2 separate regions of the Rattus norvegicus genome follow, and region 1 is linked to region 2. The links are chromatin contacts, called in public Hi-C maps. All regions are on one chromosome and are shown on one strand. Each heading gives the region's core, a stretch centred on a gene start, on an enhancer-like site or on the middle of the called end of the contact. The rest is flanking DNA. Distances are from core to core; before and after follow the strand shown.

Region 1 (6,094 bases), core at 47-2,546, 230 kb before region 2:
CGGTAAGGAGCATTTGATTGAGTGCCAGGACAGCTTGTTGTAACTTATAAAGGCCTGGTTTGAAGGAAGGGCTGCCTGGCCTCTCTCTGCACGACTGATAATTTTCACTCTGTAGTAAGAACTGTGAGAGACAAACCAAAAGCACTACTCACCCTTCATCAGATTTTTCTTTTGCCTCCCTCCCGACGGAGTTTTGCTGGAGGAAAAGAGCTGAGAGGATAAAGATATTGGTAGAGCTTAATGCCATAAATCTGATTAATTTACCTTGTGACACTCGTCACAAAAAAGTTAAGGGTCAGAGTCTTGCCTGAGACCTGACCTTTCACCTGCAGCCAAGGCGGTCACAATGGGGGCCTACGGGCCTTTCACAGCTACCTGCTGCTTTGGACAATGCAATTGGACACAGTGTTCAACAAGATGGAGAATACCTCAGAGTCCAGCCCCTTGTTCTCTCTGTCTGTGGCCTGGCAAGCGTCCAGGATAGCATCTTCACTCTCCAGATGGGACCAGACAAGAGCCACCTCTGGGACTCAGGGACAGAAACCGCGAAGAGAGGGGTCTCAGTGGTGTGCTTGCAAACTTATACTTACTTATAGAATAAGTTGACCAAGTCCGGGTCCTTCGCTAAGGAAACACAGGGCCCGTGTTGTTCTCCATGCAAGATGCAACTGGTACCTAATAAAATGGATTGTCCTTCCTGTCTGCTCACAGGGCAACTAATGGACACTTGTGACAGTAGATTATGCAAAGGAGGAGATACAAGAAAGGCATCTAGATTTCCTAGTCTTGGGCAAGCGGACTGATCTTCCTGCGACTCTTTGGCTTCCTGATTCATTTTTGTTTGTTTGTTTGTTTTAAGACATACCCTCCCTCCAATGACCTCAAACCCCTGGCCTGCCTCCTGAGTCCTGGGTTTCCAGACTTGAATGGCTACACGTGGCTTGCATCATTTGTTTGTTTGAGGCAGGGTTTCTCTGTATAACCAGCTCTGGCTATCCTGAACTCTGCTTTGTAGACCAAGTGGGCCTCGAACTAACAGATATCCTCCTACCTCTGCCTACCAAGTGCTGGTATCAAAGGCGTTCCCCACCATGCCCAGCTGACTTGAATCTCTTAAATGTCATCCGTGCACCCAAGGAACCGCGGTGAAGAGATCCATGCCCCCTCTACCGCCGTTCACATTCATGTTTTCTTTTTTTTTTTTTCTTTTTTAAATCCCTCAGGCTGAGCAGTCTGAGCATGCGAGGCATGACTAGCTTGTCTAAGCACCCCGCCCCCACTTCCCAGTTGTGGTGGTGCCGTCTGGGAACATCTAAGACACTTCCCGAGGTTTCTGTGTCCCCGCATGTTGCCACCCTGTGCTGCCAGCAACGCTTGCAGCTTTCTGGTTTTGTATTTCATCTCAGCCTTAGCAGGATGTGTTAACAGGGAGAGCATCTGGCAGAATGGCACCGCGAAATGGGAACCAGACGCTCGGTCGAGCGCCACCGAGAGCTGTTTATCCGTGGAATTAACCTTTTGTTCAGCGTTTGCTTTGTGGCAGGCTTGCGCTGTGCTTTTAAATTCGCACCCTGCCCTGTGTCGCCAAGAGGCAGCCGGGTTCTGCTGAGTCAGCGCTTCCCCGGGCCTGGCCGAAAGCGAAAGCGGTTCTGAGCAACTGGCAGCAAGGAAAACTTGCAGCATCCCCCTCTCTGGCAGTCACCTTTGGCTTCCTGTCGATTTACAACGGCAGCAGAGGGGCCCAGGTGGACTCAAGTGAGACTCTCAGACAGGCCCAGCTCCTCTGACTACTGGAATTGTGTCTAGACGAGAGGAAAGGCCCACGCACCTCCTGAATTCGCTTTGAAACAACTCAAAAGTGTGAAAGGAATTTACAGCCACAGGAAGGCCTGGAGCATCCAGGCAAGACACCAGGATGGCTCTAGAAGAGAGGAGGGAAGGAAGGATGAAGGGAAAAGATAGAAGGAGAGGGAGGAAGGAAGGGAGGGAGGGAGGGAGTCGAACGCTGAATTAGCCTGCCCTCCAAGTGGTGATGCTTACTGGTGGTCAGGCAGATTATTCGTCATGACTCAGCTCTGCGAGGGACCACACACCTTTCACGTGTCAGTCTGCAGAGGATGGGATGGTGCTGGGCTTAGTACCAGGGTAGTTGGGATTGGTCCATGATTTTTGATAGTTTACACGGAAGCCCCAGATAGAAAACAGGTCAAAGTGCCCGGGCTCTGGTTGAAGGACTAGGTGGCCAGGAGCCCAAGGTCCTGCTATATTGCTTCCACCCTTCCCCCAACAGTGGGCCCTCCTAAGGAGAGAACCCACAGGAGACCTAGTTCCAGCAGCAGGTACAAGACACCTTCCCTCTCACCCAAGGTGAACTGTATCCCTGCGTTTTCCACCAAAGGGGATCATAGGCTGCTGGGATAGAAAGATAAACAGAAGGAAGCAGGCTTGGGGCTGGGTTCTCCCTGTGGCAGACACACATTCCCAGGCTGTAGCGTACTGCACGTGACCAGAACTTCCTTGAACTGCATCCCTCACCCGCCCCAGGTCCAGATAACCCAGCTTCGTCTGGGTGCCTTGTAATCTCAGAGATTTCATTTTACATTGAAAATATAAGCATCACAGTAGAGGGGAAAGCTTCATCTATTCATCAGGTGCTTATGAAAAAGGTTTACTTGTGACTACTTACAGATTTTTAAAAAAATAGGAAAATGCAAGAAAACTAGACAATAAGCTATGTGCTCTCCGAGGGACTTAGCACTTGAGGCTGGTGTCTAACAGGACAAACTTGAGGTTTGGGAAAGGACGTGTTTTAGTGGAGAAATGGGTGAGAGGCTGAGATATCATTTGAATAGATGAAAAAAAATGTGAACAAAACATTGTTTTGGAAGAGTATCCAGTCTGGCAACTTAATACCCAGTGCTGGCATCTGGAAAAATCTGATTTGACAATTTGGTCGAGAAAATGAAAAAGAAAAAAGCTAAAGAAGAAAACAAGAAAGGATTGTTGTATGACCCAGGGAAGCAGCCCCCAAATTCCAAAGATCCAGAGTTTATCATCCGTAGAGCTCGGGTAACATAAAGGGCAGACTGGGTCCGGAAACACTCCAGAAGGGTGTCTAGGGGTGAGGAGAGGGACAGCTCTTCAGTGAACTCCACAAGGCAGTCAGCGGTGAAGGGAAGAAGGCCAGAGAGAGCTGCCAGCGGCTGTGATGTGGCCGTATGGCCCAGAGGAAACGGCTCTCCCAACCTGCTATTAAAGCAGCTGCGGTCAGACCCATGGTGACAGCTCAGTGCTGGCACGGAGCGCAAGACGCGGGCCGGCTGGCCGGCCCTGGCCATTAGGATTAGTGGGAATAGACAGTTAGTTCTCTCCAGCCCTGGACCAGGGTACACCCTGCAAACTCACTCTAGCAGCTTAACTGTTCTGTGCCCACATGTTCTCTTGCTGACCAGACAGTTGATGCTGTACCTTCCTTTCTACGGCTAAAATCTTGCTTAAATCTTCCACCCGCCTACAGGTTTGCATGAAGTGAAAGACGCAGACCTTAAATGTTCAGTGAAGTTTAACAAACGAATGTGTCCATGTGACCTATCACCCAGTCAGAAACATAATATTCCTACCACTCTGGAGGTTTCCTTCATTCCCTAACCTTGTGTCCCTCTGTCTGCATACAGCATGAAGCAACCAATAACCTCGTTTCTGACCCCCAGATTGGATTTGTTTCTCTACAATGGCATAGAAGTGGAACGATGTGCTGTGCCTTCCTTTCTGGCTGGCTTCCTTTGCTTGGCGTGCTTCTGAGGCCTGTGTTATTGCAGGCTTCAGTGGTCGGTTATTCTATTCTCTGTTTGTTCTGGATGATCTCTCATGGCATGGATGTACCAGGATCGGCTACTGATTCCTGTATCCATTTCTGGACATCTGAGATGCACGCTGTTTAAGCCTTTGTTAATAAGACTGCCATGAAAATGCCTGAGGAGGCCAACGTGAATTCACTCAACCTGATTTCATTTTTCTGAGGCAAATATCTGCCCGTGGAGTTGCTTGATAGTGGGGTAGGGATGTGTTAAAATTCCAGGCAGATTTCCCATGTGGATGGTTAGAATTTCACGACTTAAAGCAGGAATTTAAATATGGCACCTGTGTGTTTCAGGCACATAAACATATATACTCTCAAGAGGGCATTGGCTTAGACAGTGTCTTGCAGTGGCCATGTGGGAGCCGTGACAGCTGCAATGGCTGTCATTTTCTCCTTTCTTGAGAAAACCACTTTGAACAGATGGTGTCTAGGATGTTTCTAGCTGTGCTATGACACAGAATCTCCCACTAATTTTAGGCAAGAAAACATTAGTGATTATCTTCCTTAACAATTGTTATCTCCTTTGCAACTTATGAATGGAGTTATTTGATGTGTTCATCTAACAGCCTCAGGCCCTGACTCAGATATAGCACTCGCGCTAGGTAGTTTGAGATCAACTTGATACAAGTTAGAGCCATTTGGGAAGAGAGAAGCTCAGCTAAGAAAATATTCCCTGTCAGATTGGCTTATGGGGAAGCCTATGGTGCATCTTCTAGATTGACGTGGGCCCAGCTTGATGGGTGGCACCACCCCTAGGCGAGTGGTCCCGGGTGCTCTACGAAAGCAGGCTGTGCAAGCCATGGGGAGCAAGCCAATAAGCAGCATCCTTCCATGGCCTCTGCTTCAGTTCCTGCCTCCAGGTTTCGACTTTGCGTCCCCACCTCAGCTTCTCTCGCCAATTGAGTGAGAGCTGAGAGTCGTAATCTGAGATGCATTCTTTCTTTCCCGGACTGCTTTTAGTGTTAGCATAGCATGAGAAACCCTAAGTTTAATCAGCAAAAGCAGCAGCAATGGCTCGCAGAACTAAAGCAGGTCCAGAGGTCAAGGCTGGCATTCAAATGTGGGATGAACAAACTTCTGCTACATCTCCTCGTGTTTCCTTGGCTTTGCCCTCCTCTCTCTGATGATTTCATCATATTCTTAGCTTATAGATAGAAGGCAGCAACCTAGCCCTCCCTTCTCCGTGCAGAGAAGCTACCATTCCAGATGTGCTTCCTTATGACAAAGCATCTTCTTTTCTAGAAACTTCTAAAAAAAAAAGCCTTTCGTGTCTCATTAGTCTATATTAAACGGTGTACCCTTCCCTACCCAACCTTCACAGTCAGGACAATGCCCTGAGATCACTGGTGTAGGATTGGGATCCTGGGTGGTCAATTTGTTGGAGTCCGAGGTTGTCAGTAGCTGAAGTGAGTCTTGGGTGATTGATAGCTAGAGTGTGTCCTAGGTGGTCAGTGGCTGGAGTCCTGGATGGCTAGTGGTCTATTGTACTCACTAGTTTTACTGATAAGAACAAGATGAAGCCAGTTTTCCTCTAAAGCACTGCCTGTGTGGCAATTGACCAACCAGATCCTTCAAAGTGGAGAGGGACTGATACCTGATAGATGACTTGACCCTGAAGTCCTCTTCACAGGTAGAGAAATTTATCACATGATCTTTGCAGAGATCCACAGAGTCTTAAGGGAACACCCAGAGGACAGAGTTGAGGGCGATTTGTGAACGGCGTCAGGTTGAATGTGATCATAAGCACCTTTCAGCTTCTCCTATTCCCGGCAGAGTCTTTACCACCTCCTTCGAACCTAAGCTGATCGTGATCGTGTTCTGCCCCACAGAATGGGGCAAAGGCAACCTTGCATACGCTCTAGGACATAGTCTCTAAGACAGCAGTTCTCAACATAACAAACGACTCTTTTACAGGGGCCACCCAAGGCCATCAGAAAACATATATTTACATTACAATTCATAACAGTACCAAAAGTATAATTCTGAGGTAGCAAGGAAAATATGGTTAGGGTCACCACAACATGAGGAACTGCATTAAAGGGTCGCAGCGTTAGGAAGGGTGAGAGCCACTGCCCTAAGAGGTCTTGAATGCCTTCCCTGATCTCTTACACCACCCCTACACTGTGTCAGGAGACTCACCTGACTGATAAGGGATCACACAGAGTTGACTGCCAGAACCAAAGTACTAACCGTGCAGATGAGCTATCGTAACTCCTGTACTTTCAGTCAGGCTGA
Region 2 (6,175 bases), core at 1,444-3,943:
GGTTCTGTGCCTTAAACAAGATGGGTCCTCCCTTCCTCTCCTGCCCCATGACTCAGCATATTTCAACCACCTCGACCATACTTTTCTGAGGTATAGAACACAGAACCTCTCCGTCAGTAACTTTAGTAGAAGCTTAACGTATGACTAATTCTCCTACATCGATTTACTTCTGTCTACTGCCTCTTTTAATGGCACTCCCAGGGGAATCTTCTGGGAAATCTATAGACGGCAGCGATACCACACAGATACCTGGCAAGGAGTTCTCTAAAGGCACAGTTATGTACCACACCTGATGAAGATGTGGCTAAAGGTACCCCTCCGGATCCAAACCCCTCGCCTCCAGCATCTAAGCCCCCAAAGAGGGAACAGAATCCCCAAGCATTGGCCGGAAAGCACGGTTCTGTGCGCCCCTGCAGAAGGTTGTAGAATACTCCGTGGGAGCTGCCACTATATCTCTCATCGTGGTAATCCCAGGGTTTAACAATGTCTGGCGTTCCACCATAAAAGAGAGGGGGGCTTGCCCAAGGTCATGCAGTCAAGGAACCACCTCATCCCGGATCAGAGCTGGAGAAATCATTCACATGATCTCAGTGGGAGGTTGGGGGAGGGGAGGAAGGGACGAGCCAGTGCGCCTTGTGTGCCAGGCCTCCCGGACGCGGGAAAGACTGGGGGCGGGGATCAAACAACGCGCTGGGATCCCGAGCTGCCCGGAGTTCAGGGCGGCGGGAAAACTGAGGGGTCTGGGGCACCCGGGTAGAGGCGAGGGGCGGACGACCGGGGCAGGCAGGCAGCCTCCGGGGCAGTGCGCGCCACCCGCGCCGCGCGGCAAATCCCCCAGGGAGGCCGCCGCCAGAGCCCTGGCGCTCCCGGCCCGGCGCCCGCCACGTGGCACCCGGCGGCGGCGGCGGCGACTCCTCCCGGCGCGCGGCCCCGGCCAGCCGGCAGCACGCAGCCGCCCGTCTCTTCCCAGCCGTCCGCCGGCGGCCTCCTGGACTCAGCGAAGGACCCGGGGAAGGGGCGGGCGACCGCGAAGACGCTGTGACCGCAAGCCGCTGAGCGGAGGCAGGAGGCTGACCCGGCCGCTTCCTAAGTGCGGTCAGGCATCTCGTGACCGCGGCGGGCGCCCGGGCCCCTCCCCCGCCGCAGTCGCCGGGGAGGTTTCGGCCTCGCTCAAATCCCCAAGCCCGGAGTCCGGGCGGGCTGGGGGTGGGAAGAAGGGGGGGGACACGAATTCCCCGATCGCCACTCCTGGGCGTGCGCTCCCCGCCCGGAAGGGCTGACCTTGGCCAGGGCGGGGGAAGGGAGGCCAGCGCGGGGGCTCAGCTTTCAGACCGCCGCCCCCACGGATTCCTGGCTCGCCCAGGCCGGAGGAGGGGGCCCCGGACACACGGACACACACACAGGCACACACTCGCACGCACACACCCCACACGCAGCGCGCGCCAATGAGCCCGGGCCAGGCGCAGGGGGCGGGGTTTTCCCAGGCTCGAGCACAGCAGCTGCTATTTACCTTCTTGGCTTCTCCCGGGGACTAGAGGCGGCCCCCGCTCCCGGCCGCCCGCCGCCGGCCTCCGCCTCCCTGCCCCCGGGGCGCGCGCACACACACTCACACACGCACGCACACACACATCCTCTGGGCCCCGGCCGCAGCCGCGGCGGCAATAAAACATCCTGGCACGTGCTCCGACTCCAGGCGCGCCCTCGCCGGCCGGCTGATGTCAAACTGCAGCTCGGCTGGTGGAGCTCTTAAAGGGCTCGCGCGCCGGGCGCCGAGGCCGCCTTGGCCGCCCGCGGGGTGAGGAGAGAGGACCAACTCCCTTGTCTCCGGTCTCTCCCCACTGCCAACTGAGAGCCTGAAGAGGTAGAGAGTGGCAGAGGAGCGAGCGCGCCCCTCCTGTGGCATTGCTATCAAAGCCCCCTTGTTCATTTTTTTCATTTGAAATTCCATTTCCTTTCTGCCCAGTAGGAAATTATTCTGATTGTTTCCTGGAGAAGCGTGAGGTCTAAAACTGCAATTCCAGGAGAGGAATGAACGGGCTGGATAGGAGACAGGCACCCAAAAGGCACCTTGCTCCTCCGAAAACCCTGCCTGTGAAGGCATTTGGGGGGAGGATAAGGGAGTATTTGGGTTTTTTTGGGGGGTGGTATTGACCCTCCGCCCCACATGAGCAGTTTTCACTCCACTAAACATACAGAGTTCGAACAGAATTCATGAAGACAGAAATTTAATCACTTAATTTTGGCCTATATCTTTTCAAAATATTTTTCAAACGAACTTATTATATAAAGTAGCTATATTGCTTGTAGGAAGAAAAACAAAAACCAAAGATGTGGCCACAAAAGAAATAGACCAGACTAAAACCAAGACGGGGGAAAAAAAATCCTCTAAAGCAAAGCCCAGAGGAGTTAGCAAAGGGTTAAAATCCTTTTGATTGACGTTGTAGCCTCCGGTGCCCTGGGCTCAGGCGCGCGCCATTGGCCGCCAGACCTTGTGCCTGGCGGCCAATGGGGGGGCGCAGTCCACGAGCGGTGCCGCGTGTCTCTTCCTCCCATTGGCTGAAAGTTACTGTGGGAAAGAAAGTTTGGGAAGTTTCACACGAGCCGTTCGCGTGCAGTCCCAGATATATATAGAGGCCGCCAGGGCCTGCGGATCACACTGGATCTGGAGCTGGTGCTGATAACAGCGGAATCCCCCGTCTACCTCTCTCCTTGGTCCTGGAATAGCGCTACCGATCACAAAGTAGCCCTAAGACATAATAAACCCTCAACTGCTCCGTAGTTTTTCTTATGAAAGCCAAGTAAAGGGGACGTAAGCAAAAAAATATTTTTTTTGCGTGAAGGATTCCAAAAATAAAATTCTCTGGGGATTGAGAAGAAAGAAAAAAAGGAAAATGCCAGCTGATATAATGGAGAAAAATTCCTCGTCCCCGGTGGCTGCTACCCCAGCCAGTGTCAACACGACACCGGACAAACCAAAGACAGCCTCTGAGCACAGAAAGGTAAGACAGTACCTGCATCTCTCTAATGGCCCTAGAAATTAAATGGGGTGCGCGCAATGGGGTTCCTTTTACTTTTCTCTTAAAATCTCGGGGTGAAATGGCAGATCCCGTGGGAACTCAGGACCTCTTTTCCCCCCTTTGCAGTCATCAAAGCCTATCATGGAGAAGAGGCGCCGGGCAAGAATAAATGAAAGTTTGAGCCAACTGAAAACACTGATTTTGGATGCACTTAAGAAAGATGTAAGTGAGCAATGCATTTTTTTAAATGAAATTACGAATGTAATGGCATTTCCCAGGCACAAAGAGCTAAACTCTTTGCCTGCTGTGTGTGGATCTTACCCCACCAGCACTGCGTTCCCACAGGCGGGAGAGAGGCCGCAAGACCCTGGGATGTGGGACATGCGGATGGGGAGCTTCAGAACTCGGAGGCAGCTGACAAGGGGGGTCTCACTTTCATCCCTTGTTTCCCCTGCGCAGAGCTCCCGGCATTCCAAGCTGGAGAAGGCAGACATTCTGGAAATGACAGTGAAGCACCTCCGGAACCTGCAGCGGGCGCAGATGACCGGTGAGGACCGCGCGTGCGTCCCCTCTCTGCGGGTGTCCCTCTCGGCCCGCGCTGATTTCTTCCAGACTTCCGCCCGCGGTTGTGAGAGGCATTCAGCTACATTTTACTGCCTTGGCTCACTCCGCGTTCCCACGGTCTGGGTCTTATTTATAGCCACAACTCCCAAGTTGTTACTGCTCCGGAAATGGAGGGAGAGGTTGTAGCCGAGAAGGGTGGTGGGCAGCTTGGCTGTTGTGGAAGCCGGTGAGGGCGAAAGGACGTAGGACTGAGGCAGTTTGAGGCTGGATAGAAGGTAGGGGTCAGTGGCTTAGCACCGGTCCAACCCCTGCCGCAGGAGGGGAAGTAGGGTTTGGAAGGCGCCTTGGGTGGCATTGCCCAAGGTCAGGTCCCGCGCGGGACTAGGGATAGCAGATCTGGAGCTGAGATCGGTTTAGATGGAGGGAGTGTCCTGGCTTCTGTACCCAACCTAGGGAGAAGGAGCTGGCTGTTCTTAGCCTACCCCACCCTCCCAACCCCAGGTGGTTCCGGAGGCGCGCGGCGGGGACCTCCCAGGGCCGGAGGCTGTGGCTCCGGGGCCAGGGCTGTTCGGTGACCCGTCTTTTCTCCTTCTGGCCTGCAGCCGCTCTCAGCACAGACCCGAGCGTGTTGGGGAAGTACCGCGCCGGCTTCAGCGAGTGCATGAACGAGGTGACCCGCTTCCTGTCCACGTGTGAGGGCGTTAACACCGAGGTGCGCACTCGGCTGCTGGGCCACCTGGCCAACTGCATGACCCAGATCAACGCCATGACCTACCCCGGGCAGGCGCACCCCGCCTTGCAGGCGCCGCCGCCGCCGCCCCCGTCAGGACCTGGCGGTCCCCAGCACGCGCCATTCGCGCCGCCGCCGCCGCTTGTGCCCATCCCCGGGGGCGCGGCGCCCCCTCCCGGCAGCGCACCCTGCAAGTTGGGCAGCCAGGCTGGAGAGGCTGCCAAGGTTTTTGGCGGCTTCCAAGTGGTGCCGGCTCCTGACGGCCAATTTGCTTTCCTCATCCCCAATGGGGCCTTCGCCCACAGCGGCCCGGTCATCCCGGTCTACACCAGCAACAGCGGGACCTCGGTGGGTCCTAACGCAGTGTCGCCTTCCAGCGGCTCCTCGCTCACTGCGGACTCCATGTGGAGGCCGTGGCGGAACTGAGGGGCTCAGGCCACTGCTAATCATAAACTCCCTAGCCCACCTCTCTCTTCTGACGGACACTAAATACGAACTTGGACTTTAGGAGAGACTTTTATAAGTCGGTGGTTACTTTGTTGCTTTTTTAAATTCTAAAAAGTTACTTTTTGTAGAGAGCTGTATTAAGTGACTGACCATGCACTGCATTTGTATATATTTTATATGTTCATATTGGATTGCGCCTTTGTATTATAAAAGTTGAGATGACATTTCGTTTTTTACACGAGATTTCTTTTTTTATGTGATGCCAAAGATGTTTGAAAAATGCTCTTAAAATATCTTCCTTTGGGGAAGTTTATTTGAGAAAATATAATAAAAGAGTGAAGGCTTTTACGTCTTGGAACTGGTTATTTCAAAGGGGGGGATTTAATTCATGTAGTTTGGGGATTCAGAAATCAGATACTTTTTTTAACGTTTTGAACAGGAATCATCATACCTTTCACCAACACTCAATGATCTGAAAAGGTCTAATTTATGAGAACTCATTTATGAGATGAGGTTTTCCTGATAAACTTAAAGACAAACAGTCCTTATTTTTTTTTTTCCTTCCGAAAGGGCTACACTCCCAACTTACTCCCAGGGGTAGCCACTAACCTCCCAAAGTAACAAACGCTAAGCCACACCGCAGCCCTCCAGTGTTGGGATCTTCATTAGTCTATCCTTCGGTGCGGCTAGGCAGCCCCTAGCACCCGCATCACAGTTTGAAATACCTCTCTTCACCCTCTTCAAGCAAGCTGAAAAGGTCAACAGATTCTCTCTGCCAGGGGACAACTAGTTAGACTCCCAAGTGGAGCCCGGGCCAGATGATTAACAGCAGACATATGTTTTTGATAAGTTTCTGCGCTTGACTTTAATGGAGAAAGCATGTGGGGGCTGCGCTGGCAGGCACACGGGCCGTTTTCCCCCTTTTAATACAAACAGCAAGCGACCCCTTCGCTTGGTCATGCCCCATTTCCAGGCAAGATGTGGGCTCCAGATAGAAGCAAAAGGGATGTCTCGGGTTTCAGCTCACACAACCCTCCTTAACAAGTCCTAACTCAAAGCGGACAGCTTTAAACTGTGCCAGGATCTGCAGGGAATTTCTTCCAAATCCCATCACAAAAGCTTGTCAGATTTTCTCAGATTTGGCCAGGTGTTTGACTGCATCCAGGTGTTGGGGAAATGAAAACCACGAGCCCTGCGAGACCAGACACATCAGCCGCGCTGTGGGTCTGGCCGGCGCGCCCTTCCTCCCCCACAGCCGACCAGTCCTCCGCCCAGCCCCCGCCTCTCCCGCCCGCCTCTCAACCCCCCACCCCCTTTCCCTTACAGCGGCTTCTGGGAGAAGGATGAGGCGGGAGAGATCAATCTTTGATGCTTTCCTAACAAAGATAAAGCCAACGATTTTCTGTCTTGTTTCAAA

The links. Hi-C and Micro-C count contacts between places; a contact is called where the count stands out from the background.
Region 1: a Hi-C map of liver shows a contact between it and region 2, with 4 times the contacts expected there. The contact joins the enhancer-like site here to the promoter of Hes1 in region 2. A contact is called at or near these places in 2 of 12 Hi-C or Micro-C datasets (kidney and liver).

The regions. Positions count from the first base shown.
Region 1 is chr11:84,434,148-84,440,241 of GRCr8, reverse strand. No RefSeq gene overlaps it. Among named protein-coding and RNA genes, the nearest start is that of Hes1, 220 kb to the right of the region's middle. Within about 2 kb of position 1,296, at least 26 of the 93 cell types and tissues checked have an H3K27ac peak or open chromatin away from gene starts, as enhancers often do. A contact at or near this core is called in liver, where this site is marked.
Region 2 is chr11:84,209,563-84,215,737 of GRCr8, reverse strand. It overlaps Hes1 (hes family bHLH transcription factor 1), which reads left to right and starts at 2,693. Exons shown (of 4, transcript NM_024360.4): 1 at 2,693-2,999; 2 at 3,144-3,239; 3 at 3,477-3,564; 4 at 4,184-5,106. The coding sequence starts at 2,892. The coding sequence ends at 4,737.